Regions from separate parts of the Danio rerio genome. Here region 2 is linked to region 1. The links are chromatin contacts, called in public Hi-C maps. All regions are on one chromosome and are shown on one strand. The core of a region is the stretch at or near the end of the contact, and the rest is flanking DNA. Distances in the headings are between cores, read along the strand shown. Region 1 overlaps tnr (tenascin R (restrictin, janusin)). Region 2 holds the start of mrps14 (mitochondrial ribosomal protein S14).

Evidence for each region. A called contact is a pair of places that touch in the nucleus more often than the background predicts.
Region 2: a Hi-C map of hematopoietic stem cells shows a contact between it and region 1, with 5 times the contacts expected there. The contact joins the promoter of mrps14 here to the enhancer-like site in region 1. A contact is called at or near these places in 2 of 18 Hi-C or Micro-C datasets (hematopoietic stem cells and an unstated tissue).

What each region holds. Positions count from the first base shown.
Region 1 is chr2:38,423,050-38,430,353 of GRCz12tu, reverse strand. tnr (tenascin R (restrictin, janusin)) reads right to left here. Exons shown (of 24, transcript NM_194383.1): 18 at 3,904-4,034; 19 at 2,236-2,368; 20 at 185-336. Among named protein-coding and RNA genes, the nearest start is that of kiaa0040, 37 kb to the left of the region's middle. Within about 2 kb of position 3,308, at least 4 of the 62 cell types and tissues checked have an H3K27ac peak or open chromatin away from gene starts, as enhancers often do.
Region 2 is chr2:38,565,397-38,572,700 of GRCz12tu, reverse strand. mrps14 (mitochondrial ribosomal protein S14) reads right to left here and starts at 5,592. Exons shown (of 3, transcript NM_001045358.1): 1 at 5,511-5,592; 2 at 3,528-3,692; 3 at 2,850-3,311. The coding sequence starts at 5,579. The coding sequence ends at 3,129. cacybp (calcyclin binding protein) reads right to left here and starts at 1,528. Exons shown (of 6, transcript NM_212887.1): 1 at 1,438-1,528; 2 at 50-263. The coding sequence starts at 1,455.

The sequences.
Region 1 (7,304 bases), core at 2,059-4,558:
TAATACATGTCATGCACTAAAAATATGCAAAATAGTAATTTCAATGAGCTTTAGTTTTTCTAACCAGTTTGAAAATTGGTCTAAACTGCTGATTTGCACAACGGGCAGCTCTATAACAAGCTATTTTGTGTATATCATGCCAGATGTTCAGCACAAAACAGACAGGTTCAGATCTCTCACTCACTATCCAGCCGCCTCCATCAGTGGTCATGTCACAGTAAACCTGCACGCCTTGACTGAGGTCTCGGTTGACGTAGATAGTGTAGATCCCACCTAGAGTCTCGCCGTTTAGGAGGTGTTGCGCGCAGTTCTGTGGCGTTGGAAACAATCGGTTTCCTGTGGAAGAAAAAGGGTTGAGAAATATTCAAAACAACACAGCCAAACAAAGTGAGGGGCCACTGGGAGGTTAATGAGAGGTGATTTGCGACCACAATGAAGTGTGAAAGTGTTGGTGTTATGCAATACTATATTTGGAAGAAGGTTGCTTGTAAAGTCACAGAAACACAGGGCACTAAATGAGCGATGTGCATAGATGCGCTGAAGGTGTCACAACTGATTTGTACTTTATGCTGTTGATGTGGTGATATTGTGTACTGGAATGTAATGGGGTGAATGAACCTAATTTGAAGTTTACAGGAGATGTGGGATATCTGCACCTGCTGTAAAAGATTTGATGACAATGGAGCTGGTCTCCTTGTTTTGCATTAGTAATTTACATATTTATTTCTAGTTGGAAACTAATCCTAAACTATTTAAAACCATTATATGGTTTTTAAAGATGAAAGTTTATAAAATTATGAAAATTAGCTTTTCATTTATCAATCCTATATAGGATATAGGAAAACTTTTTATGTTAAGAAATATTTTAGGCAATATTGGTTGACACATAAACAGGGTTTTGGAGCTTAAAATTATTATAGTTTAACTACTGAATGTATTGAACTGAATGTCTTTAGTTCCTTTCTGGGATTTTAGTGTCTTAGGACCATTGCTGTCTATGCAGAATAAGGGATGTCTCAGATTTAATCAAAATTTTTGACGTCATAAGGGTGAGTAATAAATATTAACAGAATTCTAAATATTTGGGTGATCTAACCATTTAACAGTTATACTTTTATAATAAAAAAACATGGCAAACTACAGGCAGAACTAAATTAATACCTATGGCTCCTAATGATATGGTATGGAGGGAAATTATGGTTCTGTGCAAGACACCGAACAATATTCACAACTTTATTACATTTAATCTGCAACCTCTGGTACCTCACAGATATTTTTGGTTCATAACACCTCAATATTCTGTTAAAATTCACAGATATTCATTTTAATTGTTCTGTATGTTTTTCATGTCATCAAATTGCCAGCTGACAGTGACTTGCATGTTATGAATAACCAAGAGCTACAGATTCAGCAAAAAAATGTTATTGTTGGCATGGCGAAGAGTTAGTACTCAATTAAATTTTTTGACATAACTATTTAGTATTTTTTACTAAATGTACTGTTTACTACAGTATTGCTATAGTATTGAATATACTATTTAGATCAGGGGTGCCCAAACTGGAGGGCTGGTGTCTTGCAAAGTTTAATTCCATCCCCAAATAGAAACACCTGAAGCAGCTAATCAAACTCTTTGTATGTATACTAGAAACTTCCAGGCAGCTGTGCTGTAGGAATTTGGAGCTAAACTATGCAGTACACTGGCCCTCCAGGTCTGAGTTTGTGCACCCCTAATTGATATATTTCCGCCAATACTGCATATTCTGTTATAATTTAGTCTTTGTTTAACTTTGTTTGAGTTTCTTTTTACAAAAAAATATTGGAAACCGGTAACCATTAACTTCCATGATAATAGTTTTTTCCCCACTATGGAAGTCAATGGTTACAGGTTTCTGCCATTTTTCAAAAATATATTATTTTGTGTACAACAGAAAAAACACTAAACCTCAATGTTTTGGAACCACTTGAGAGTCAGTAAGCCCTGAGTACATTTTAATTTTTAGGTGAACTATCCCTTTAAGTCAAACAGTAAAATTGTAAGTCTGACAAAGAAACATCCTTAGTAGAAAATGTATCAGTTCCACTTTTGTATTTTTCCAAACTTTCATGTGGTTTTAGGTGAAGTTCCTTGATGGTCTTACTATTGATTTATACCTTATAGGCCAATAATGTGCATTTGCACCTAATGAAGTGAATGAACCCCGTTTAAAGTTTACAGGAGATGTGAAGGATTCACACCTGTTGTGAAAGATGTAGAAACAATAGCACTGGTTTCTAATCCTCTGGCGGCTTGCAGTCTCACAGTATATTCGGTGGTCTCCGCCAGCCCCTCGAGACGAATCCATGTGTCTTCCGCATCTAAGATCAGCTCCTAAAACACCACCAGACACAGATAAAATCCGCAGGGATAACTACATTAGCTTTTGCTCAAACACCGTAGACCAAAACTAAACAATGAAACCGCTCTGTGGCAGAAAGCAGTTTTGTGGAAAACATGCCTGATGTAGTACAAAGAAAAGCAGCTCTTAGCATTGTGGGGAGGAAAGATATTCCTCATAAACAAGCAGAAAACAGATCACAATCACTTTAGGAACTGCCTGACAAATTGTTGTGATCCCAAGTTGCTTACTGTTGGGTGCTTTTCATACAATACTGCATTTCCTCCCAGTGTTTTTCTTCCATATGATTGGCAGGTCTAAAACCCATGATGGGGGAGGAAGAGTCTTATCAGGCTCTGGTGCTGCTGGGAAGAGATGGCGTTTCTATTTTGGTCTTTGACACTTGACACTTCACTTCCTTTCTTTTGTTTTTTTTTTTATTTTGAAAAATGCACTTTTATCAAACTAATCTGCCACACATTTATACCCAGATCTTATACTAAAAGGGTTCAGACAGGACTTGGATGGATGGTTCCACATGTGACAGCCTTGAGCAGCATGAAATAAGAAAGATTTGATTTAATATTCATGCTTTTTTAATCAAAGTCACACATGTAATGTGAATTATGCAGCAGAGAAGTGTAACATAAAGGTTGCTTAGTATGCAGAGGACATTGAACATGTAATTGTATTAGTGGAGCTGCAGTCAGTAGCTTACAGTTCAGTATGTTCTCCATTCCTACACAGAACTGGGTTGAGGGCCACACATTGTGGATGTAGATGCCGCATTATTATTTTCGGCACAGTAAGCCTTGGAAAAACTCCCAAATTGTGTGCTATTATCAAAACTCTCAGCCTTAGGATGCCGACCACGCTCTAATGGATAAAGAAAGCTTTTATGTCTAAGATGCACCAGCAGGGTTTAATATCATCTGTGCACCACTGACACCCACTGGACGAATACAAACACTAAAAACAGCAGGCTACTGGGTCAGAGCATTCATTTCGTGCATTGATTGTGTGTGTTTGTGTGTCTGTGTAACAACATAAATCTAAAAATTAGAATCCATAACCTCTTGTATTTCCAAGAAATCCATTGATGCATTTTCCCCATCAGGGTGTTAAATAGATGTTCAAAACAGATTATAGGAGAGTGATCATGCATTTAATGTAATAATTTGAAGAGTTAAAAGATACTGTATAAATCATTTCAGAAAAAAATGATTCAGAAACATCTTTAATGGATATACCATGTCGGCAATGACTTTGTTAAATGATTAATATTTATTAATGAGCAAACATTAAACAATTGAATTAAACCAGGCTTTTCTGACAGATCTAATTGTTCCTTTACATGGCTGAACTGTGTTGAATGCCGTTTACGCTAGACTGGAACGGGTATTCCAGGAATGCAATGAACAGAAATGTGAACATCAGGTAAGATTCAAAAGATTTTTATGTTTAGTATTAATGTTTAACACTTATGAGCTGTATGCATTGTTCAGTGTTGAATCCATGTTAAGCTTACCTTTCGACTGCCATCCGCTGCTTTGTAGGTCAGCATGTAATTGTCGATGTCTGCGATGGGTGGCTGCCAGGATATGAGGGCACTTCGATGGTTAATCTCACTAGCTGTCAGGTTCTGGGGAGCATCCATGGCTGTTTAAACAAAGAGCAGAGTGTCAAAGCAAATGTGGAGGATCTTCAATATACAGACCAAACACATTGGTTTTACAGTAAGTCTCAATAGCTGGTTTGGCAGCAAATACACAGTCTTCAATTTCCTTCTGATTTGATTAGTACTGACCACAGTTTTTTTTGTTTACAATTAGTGCTGGGCAACGATTTATCATGAATTATCAAATCCAAAATACAAGTCTTCGTTTACATAATATATGTACCATTCTATTTACAGTAAAAATTAACCATTATTTACAGTTATCTAGTAATATTTATGTAATGTACTTATGTTTGAATGGCACAAATACAGTACCAATGTTTTTGAAAGAAGCCTTGTCTCAACAAGGCTGCATTTATTTGATCAAATCAAATAAAGTATGCTAAATAAAATACATTTTATAGACTCTTTATAAATAAATCTCTTATACTCAAAGCTGCATTTATTCCATTAAAATGTGGTCAAAACACTGATGCTTGATAATATGTAATAATGTTTACATTAGAAAATATCTAAAGTGGATCATCACCTTTCAATAAAGTTGTCCTAAAACCATTCAACAACACCAATTCTTGACTTAAGACAATTTGGAAAACTACTGACTACTGTTTAGCATTACTATGATAAAATAAAGAAATCGAAAAACTGTTAACCTATACAAAAATTAAACCAACATTCTTTTATTTAAAAAAAAAGAATAAAAATGAAATACATAAACAAGCCAAATTCAAGAAAACAGGGTACCCGCAGGGTCTTAAAAAGTCTTCAAATTTCTTAAATCTCCAAAGCTAAACTTTAAGCCTTAAAAAGTCTTAAATCTACTGAAATATTTTAAATGAAATCATTATTATTGTAGACGGAAGTAATTGATAGTTATGTTTTGTTCTATTCTAGGTAAGGGTTTTAGGGTTTGTGAATAGATATAATTGAAAATTAAATAAAAACAATATTCAAACAAAATTATTAATATTGTATTATTAAATGTACTACATTTTCATCATTTTTTGATGGGGCTATTGAAATTTTTTTTTAACTGGTATATTTGAAAAACAATCCTTAGCATTTAGCCTTGTATCGGTCTAAAATTTAATTCATATGATCTTAAAATGTCTTAAAAAGTCTTAAATTTAACTTGTTAAAGCCAGCAGAAAAGTTGGGATGCTTTTTTAAATGCAGTTGAAATTTTGTTTAATTGACAAAAGTCTAAAGAAAATATTTGATTTTGTTTACTGTGAGCAAATTATTTGTAATCAGGAAATATAACGCATTTTTGCTTTGATGCCTGCAACACACTCCAAGAAAGTTAAGACAGAGGCAAATTAATAGTGAAAAGGTCATAGAATTTCCAAAGCAGCTCATAACAAGCAGGTGAATTGGTGAAATACAGTAGAAGGGTTTCATGGTTGGTTATATGAGCAAGTAAAGCAGGGTCATGGCTCATTAATATGTGCCAAACGCCAGGTGAGAATTGTCAATCAATTATTAATGCAAAATCCCGACAATGTATGTCTTTTAAATTGATTTGACATTCAGGAAAAAACACAGACGAAATCCTGAGAAATCTCAATCTGTATAGAGCAAGAAACCCTAAGCTGAATGTGCTCCAACTTTAAGCAACATGAGCTTAGAAGAACTTCAGCAAAAAAACACTGCAGTCTACTGCTGCATCAAGAAATGACACATGACTTGTTGTTCATGGTGAAAGATGTACATCAGTTGTGTACAGTAGCAATGCTTCTGGTCCTCCAGGCTAGGGCTGATCTCAGATCACAATGCAGTGGAGATGTGTTCTGGACTCAGAAGAGTCCATGTGTCAGCTTTTTTCTGGAAAACAGACATTGAGATTCTAGTCTCAATGTTCAGAGAGACCATCCAGAATTTCATGAGTGACAGATGCAAAAGCAAACATCTGTCATGGTTCAGGGAACAGCAGTGCAATCGACAATATGAAAGCATATTGGTAGAATACAGAGTGATATACGGCCATCAAGATGACGTCTTTCATGGAAAGGTTATGGTTATTAGATCAAGTCTTATTCTGCATGTGCTACAACAGTATGGTTTTGTAAACAGAGTGAATGTGCTTGACTGGCCTTCCTGCAGTCCAGATCTGTGTCCTGTTGAAAATGTATGGCGTATCAAGGGAAAAACAGATAATGATGATCACGGAGTATTGAGCATTTGGAGATTTGTTATGTGTTTTGTATTATTATTTTTTTAATTATTATTTTTTCGGGGTTTTTGCCTTTATTTGATAGAACAGTAGAGAATATGGGGAGCAGAAAGTAGGGATGGAAGGGTAGGATCGCCAAAAGACTGCAAGACAGGAATCGAACTTGGGTGGCCGTGAGCACCGGCGTGCATGTGTTTATGCACTAACCACTACACCAATGGCGCTGACTGAAATTTTATATTAAGGCAGATTGGGCAAAATATTTTGGTTGTAAAAGTTTCTGTATGTCACAAATCACCAGTGATCTAATCCATAAGCCGAGTAATCGGCACGACCCACGGCGCATGCCTTGCGGGTTGCCATGCATTATAACTTTTGCACGTTGTTTGTGTTGCTCTACAATAGCACTTCCGAAATGCTAGCTAACAGTGAGGTTTTTATGTTCCTCTGAGTCGAGTTTCTTCAAGGGTATTTTGTTTTGTCTGAACGCTACCTTAATGTACAAGTAGCTCAAACATGCTCATTTTGAGGTGGGAACTAGCAGACTTCCAACAATTTTAATCATAATCTAAACACTACAGTACTGTGACATTATGACGCGTTTCCTTTGCTTTGTCTTGCCGTGTTTGATCCTCGCTTTGTTTGTTAATTTATTCCTGTCTGCTGCCTGCCTTTTAATAAAAACAGATTCAATTGTGTTAATACAGGTTATAAAAGAATGAAAATCCTTTGATCCTTTAATAAATTTACAGATATTAAAACCTTGTATTAATAGGAAAGTTGAAGTGACAGTGTTAAACATGCCTCTGTATCAATGTCTTTGGTGTGTGTTGCATGCATCAAAACTAAAATGTGTTATTTTTTTTCCACAATACAATTAATTTGGTCACTTTCTTTTTTAAAATTCTTTTTTTATTGAACATTTTAGATGTTGAACTATATACAAAAGAGCCACCGGTCCACACAACAGAAAAGTAAAAACAGTAATACTGCAATAATAGGTACAAAATCAGGATTGAAACATATCTAATAAAGTCTTTCTCATATTTAACCATGTTTCCTAAAAGTTCCATTTTTT
Region 2 (7,304 bases), core at 4,343-6,842, 140 kb before region 1:
AGTACCTATGTATGTCTGTGATCACAATATATATTATTAACATACATACCATAATTGTTAATTTTGACTGTGTATCCTTTGACTGTTGTTTCAGTTTTGTCTCCCGACTCTTTCTTTTCTTGCTGCTGTTTCTGCTGCCGTTTCTGTGCTAGCTCTTTCTCGATCTTCTTCTGCTCTTGTGTTAATATGTCTCGCACACGCTGTCGTTCACACTTCTCCTGCAGACTCGTGATCTCCTTAAGATCACTCTCGAGACCTGCGATCTGCAGAAACAAGACAAATTTGACATCAGTTTTCATTTCAGCACAGGCGAGCTCAAGAGAGAGTCGTCTACGGCAAACTCTTTTATGGTTGCTCGTTCCAATGCTATGTGCTCTTAATATCAACAATTACTTTTCATTTGTTAAATGCCGATTCTTTACAATAGGAAAACTACTCTACTAGTAACAATAACAATGTTGTTTCATATTACAATTTGTCAATTCTTCATTTCAACAATTGAATCTGAATAGAAGTGGCTTAGTGCAGTGGTTAACAATGTCGCCTCACAGCAAGAATGTCGCTATTTCGAGTACCGGCTGGGCCAGTAAGCATTTCTGTGTGGAGTTTGCATGTTCTTTCTGTGTTGGTGTGGGTTTCCTCCGAGTGCTCCAGTGTACCCCCCAGTCCAAAGACATCCACTTTTGTTGAATTGAATAAACTAAATTGTCCGTAGTGCATTAGTGTGTGTGTGTGTGTGTGTGTGTGTGTATGTGTGTGTGTATTGATATCTTCCAATAACTGGGTTACGACAGGAAAACATACGCTGGAGTAGTTGACGGTTCATTCCGATGTGGTGACTTCTGAAATAGAGACTAATCCATAGGAAATTTTAAGAATAAATCTGAATAGGAGCCTAAATGATGTCATTTAACTAGTGGAAATACAGTTCTTGGTATCAGGAATGACATTTTTTTTATTAGTTGAAACTAAAATCTTTTTACATTTTTATTTATTTATTTAAATATTTGAAACTAAAATAAAAATAAGACATCTGCGAGAGATGACGTCATTGTTGCCATGAAGAATTTATATTTTAGCGGAAATGCAATTACTTATATTAAAAACATGAAATTGAAACTAGTAACGTTAGTAATCTAATTCATGATATGGAGAATCAGCATTTGAACAAGTGGAAATTGAACTGATGTTACGTTACAGAGAAATGATGAATCAAATAATAATAAAAAAACTGCTCTTCGTATCTTATAATCCACAGCGTATTCACAGAGCATCCAATAAATCATCAGGGTAAACCATCAGTTCCATTCACATTCATAAGCTAAGTTACTTAATGCCACTAACGTTATGCGGTTTAATGTGAAACAGTAACGTAAACCCTACAGGACTGCTAATACTCTACTAAAATGAGTAAAACACTGAGAAGCGACCGTTTACCAGTTCATTGATGTCCATTGCTGTCTTGGAAAAACTTCTGTATACTAATTATCTTAAATAGTTTTCCTGAAGTGATGAAAATGAACTTTGCATTCAACCGGCGCTGCGAGTCCGCAGATATGCGTGAAGCGCTGTTTCTAGAAGAATTCCTATTTCCGCATTTTGACAAAATAAAAGTCCTTATTTTAGTGAATCACCAGCGGACAACGAAATATATATTTACAATAACAGTATTAAAATCAATAAAAATGTAACAAACTCTATTTGATAATGTAATTTTATGAATTACAGTGTTACAAGTTTCACACCTACTGTATCACAAAACAAGATTCTTAGCGTAATGTACAATGTAGCGTAGTGGGCAATATGGAAGGCAAAATAACACAGCAGGCAATATTTAAAGTTAATCAAAAAAGTTTTCAAAATTTTCTATATTTTAGAAAATCTAATGATCTAAAATATACAGTAATCGGTCCATAATAGTATTTGAAAAAATATTTACTTAATAAATTATATTAAGTTAGATTACATAATTTCTAATAATTTAGAAATTATGTAATCTAACTTAAAATTTATTAAGTAAATAATTTTGCAAATACTATAATAGACCAATTACTGTATAATTTAAATAATTAGATTTTGTATACCTAAAACAAGAATGGGTGTTATTGAGCAGCGTTAAGTCAACTTCAAAAATCATCCACTACGAATAATAAAATCTTTAATTCATTAAAAAAAGTTTTTTGTATAAAAATCGAATTATCTAAAATATACAGAAATTGGTCCATTTTAGTATTCGCAAAATTATTTAATAAATTTTATTTTTTATTAGACGACATAATTTCTATTTAATACTGTACTCAGTTCTTTCATTTATATTTTCTTAATAGCATTTGCTAATAATTTTAATATATTTGTGTTTATTTATAGATTTCTTTCATTTGGATTATACATACATTTATTCAAACCTCACTAATAAATAATTTTGTGTTAATTATTATTATTATTTGAATTAAAATGTTTACTTGTTTGGGTTATGGGTTTATATGAATGAGAATTTACCTTAATTAAACTTTTAACTAATAACTTCAACCATATTTTTAAGAATTTGAAACATTTGAAACATGTCCGGACATCCCTTTGATTAACTGAAGCTTCGTATTAGCGAACGCTTGCTCAATATAAGTAAATAAGTGTGAGTGCAAAAATTAGTGATTGAATTTGTATTTTAAAAATCATTAAATTATTTAAAACTCTTTATATAGCTGAAATGTAACTTTTTATATATACTTTTTGTATTTTTATTTTATTATGCCAAATTAGTAAAAGATTATTTTTGTATTACACAAATACAGAAACAGTAACAATAGAATCTAATACTCTTGAACTTTAAATAAACTCACAAAACAAAACACATTACACCTTTTTTATTGTATCAACAATAACATAACATATTACATTTGCCATCAATCTCTAAGACAAAAAAAAATCATCAATATAAATTTCAAATCAATTCAGCAGAGAAATAACACATCATTTGAGTAGATGCTTGATGAATTTCCTGCTCCGTCTTTTCATGTAATATGAATATCTCCTCTTTCAAGGGCATACCAAGCTCAAGTTCATTCATAGGTTGAAAAGCTCACACACTGAATGACAATGATGTAGAACAAACACAATGTCATGGCTGATCACCACATTGATCTCTGTACTCCAGACATCTGGCTGTGGTCTGCTAAATCACGAAAAACTATTCGGCTAAGACGCCATCTGCGTTTCACTGCACGTGGACGTGAGGTCAGCACACACCTGTTGCGAATGCGCACGGGACAACTGTCTCGAGGAAGAGCAGCGATTTCTTTATCTGCTATTTCCTAAGAGCAAAAACATAACAAACATGGACAGCATTATTATTATTATTATTATTTTAAATACACTTCATTCTTCTGTTAACGATAATGACTCTATAAATAGGTTTCAATTACTGCAAAATAAAAACGTGTTCATGTTATTTGAAAGCTGTACATGAAAAACAATAATGATGAACCATAAATCTCCACTGAACTGAAATTGCAAGACTCTGAATGTACCTGTAGCTCTTTTGGCAAAATAGTATTCTTCCTAATGGCATTGATGCGCAGTCGTGTATCTGCATATTCGAAAGCCATCTGTCGTCTTTTCACATCCCTCAACATCCTCCAGTCGACATAGTAGCTCCTGACCTGCTCCATCACTGCAACTGGACTTCTGCAGGCCTGAAGGACATCAGATATTTTATATTTATAGACAGATTTTTGAAATACAAATTGTCAAAAGATTATAATTGCTGTACATAATACTTAAGGTGGTATATTTAATGTTCACATGCATAAATTAACTTCACAAGGTAGATAACAAAAGTTAATAACATGTATACAAATCCCCATAGTAAAATTACATTAGTTAATACTTCTAGAATGTAGCAATTCAGTCTTTACATATGCAGTTTTAATATTTTATTATTACACAAATAGTATACTATTATACAAAATATTGTAAACACACACACACACACAACAACAAATTATACACATTTTAAAAATTGTAAATATGTTAGAGCTCCACAATATATTGTTTCAGCATCAATATCGCAATGTGATTATTCACAATAGTCAATGTTGAGTGAGTCTATATATAATAATTTTCATGTGTTTTTGAGGCCTGTGATTGTATGACTATGAAAGGATTCATGGCTAAGAATCTGTACTGTTTATAACGTAATAATGATTACTTGTATTGAATTATTTTTATATTTATTGTTCAATTACTGTACCCAGGGTTTCTACAGGTTTCATCAAGTCAAATTTAAGACTTTTTAAGACCTTTTAAAGACTATTTTAAGACCATAATAAATGAAATTTCAGACTTACACAAGGCTAAAAGCTAAAGATTTTTTAAATGGTCAAGGTAAAACCTTAAAAAAGCATTAAAAACAAATGTTACTGAAAGGAAGATAATTAATCCATATTAAGAAGTAAATAGAGTTAATAAACAAACGTTTCTTAAAACTTTTATTGAAGTATATTAAGGATTGGATGGATGTTGACACAATTGGGTATAGCTGTACATAACAAAAATATTAAGACCATTTTAAAATGATTTAAGTCCTACAACACAATATTTCAGGGCATTTGAGAATTTTTAAGGCCTAAAATTTGGTTTTTGAAATGTAAGACATTTTAAGACCTCGCAGAAACATTGTATGCCTGTTGCCTGAAGACTGTTAGACTCTGAAAATGCTAAAACATTGTTTATGTCAATTGTATCTTGTATTTTTTAGTTGCATTGATCTTTGCTTGTAGGTTGTTAATTATATTTTAGTCAGATGCACTTCTCATCTCAACCGATCTAAAATGACTAATCCTTTCCAAATAGAGAAATTCAAGTCATCTGCTGAAAATCGTATCGCGATATATATTGCAGAATAACAAAAATTGCAATGACAGATTTTTCCAATATTGTACAGCTCTACAAATTGTCCATCTTTTTGTTTACATATACTCTATGTAAGTATAAATACTATAGTAACATATAGTAAACACTATGTTTTAAACACTACCAGGAAAGTATGTGAACTAATGCATGGTGGTAATTCTATAGATGCTGTGATAATACAACTAACACAAGATAAAACAACTGTATTAAAATTTCTACAACTAGGTATATCATACTACAATACCACAGTTCACCATAATAAAAGTATATTACAGAATTTATTACAGACTTACATATTTGTATTGGTTAGACATAAAATTAATACATTAAACTGTTCTCAATATTTAACAGGGTTTATATACATGTTTAGTTTCATGTAATGTGTAAACAACTATAACATTTCAATACAAGTATTTATGGGTAGCCCTTACAAAACGACAACTAAATTAAAACAAATTACATGACGTACAAATGTCACCAGAATGATTCGGTTAGACATGTATGCCTCCTAACCATATCGCATTCTAAACCACAATATAATTGAAACACAAATACCACGTGTCTAAATTTACAAATGTGCATCTTCAAAGATTACTTACTTGTCTACTGAATGACAAGGACGAGTGCAGAAAGCCCATGCCCGTGTTGAGGAGCTTCCACGCCGCCATGTTGATCTGCACTGGCAGTGGCAGATTGTAGGGTTAGGACTGAAAAGAGTTTATCATTACTGCCATCTGCTGGTTATATCAACGTTCATCCAAGCATTTGTCAACGATGATAAACAGTGCTAAACTAGTTGAAAATATTGAGACTTTGTCGTTATATATCATGTCAATCACATTTTTTTTTGTCATGATGAATAACATTTAAACTGTGATTATTGTCCAGGAAACTGTAGCTCCGTATCTAGAATCTTCTGGACCAGGGGTGCCCAAACTCGGTCCTGGATGGTCCTGCAAAGTTTAGTTCCAAATAGTTTACACATCTGGGCTAGCTAATCAAGCTCTTACTAGGCATTCTAGAAACACCCTTGCAGATGTGTTGAGGCGAGCTAAACTCTTCCCTTCAGAAACGAGTTTGGACACCCTTGTTCTAGACCAATCCATAAGCATAGCACTGAGCAAAAACAGATTCACGAGAAAAAAGATTCATAAATTATTCAGAGAGCATGAAAATTAAGAAAGTTAATAATGATTAAAAAAGTTAATGTTAATAAATTATGTAATTGCGGAACACAACCACACGATGGCAGAATTGACCTTTACTCAACTATACTTTAATAAATTAAAAATCCTGAAACTACTTTTATTTCTTTACACGCCTATTTCACTGGACCATAATGGGCTACAACAATGGGTAGGATTGTTTTTATGAACATAATAAAAAAGAGCTTGGCAAAACTAACTTTAAAACTAAAACTAACCTTTTTACAATATGTTAATATAGGCCTAACCATACCTGCAGGTTGTAAATACTCTTTTTTCCCGAGAGTAAAACAATAATAATACAATGTAAATTAACATTTGATCTTCAGTCATTTTATCTAATAATAATAATAAAAAAAACTAAAATAGCAGGTCATTTGCAGAAAACGTCCTCTTATGCACTCAAAAATTATTTCTGCTGCGTTTTCAAACTACCTGTTTTAAATGAGCTGAAATTACATAATTCTAGTAATTTCTTTGGCTAATTTCTTTGTTTTATGTTCAGTCCAGTTACATTTGTGAACCATTAAGTTGATTTTAGCGTTTTGTGTTGGAACAACATGAAGAAATTGTATTGGTCCAACTACCTGGTTAGGGGATTTGTAGTTCTTTGCGTGGGATTGAATTAATAGAAACAAATTTTAATAATAAAAATAATCTTAGGTGTTTAAAGTTTATAGACAAAATTGTTATAATCTACACTTCACCTTAGTTTGAAGATTTAGAATATTTTCACCTTTCATCTAATTTTGAGATTAGCACCTTGCAGAAGCACCCCATATTAACAAAAATCAGGTTGTTGCTTTGCTCAGTGAGCAATAACTGTCCTAAAATTAGATCTGAGGTCAGTCTCAATCAATTGTATATGTAACTCATGAAATATCATTAAAATGGCTCTTTTAGCTTATTTGGGATAACTTCAGGTAAAACTTGACATACTGTATATTATACATACATGATGGAATCAGACTTACCATATATCATATATCATAAATATACAAATGTATTTAAACTTTTATTTAAAAAATCATATTGGACCAACTCTGATGCATTTAATTGTGTAAATAGTTTTTTTATTTGGTCTTTAACAAAATTAAGTTAATCCAATAAGTTATTTTGTGGTTATACCAGCCATGCACCATTTAAATTAATTATTTTCTGATATGAATCTTGTGATATGAATAAAAT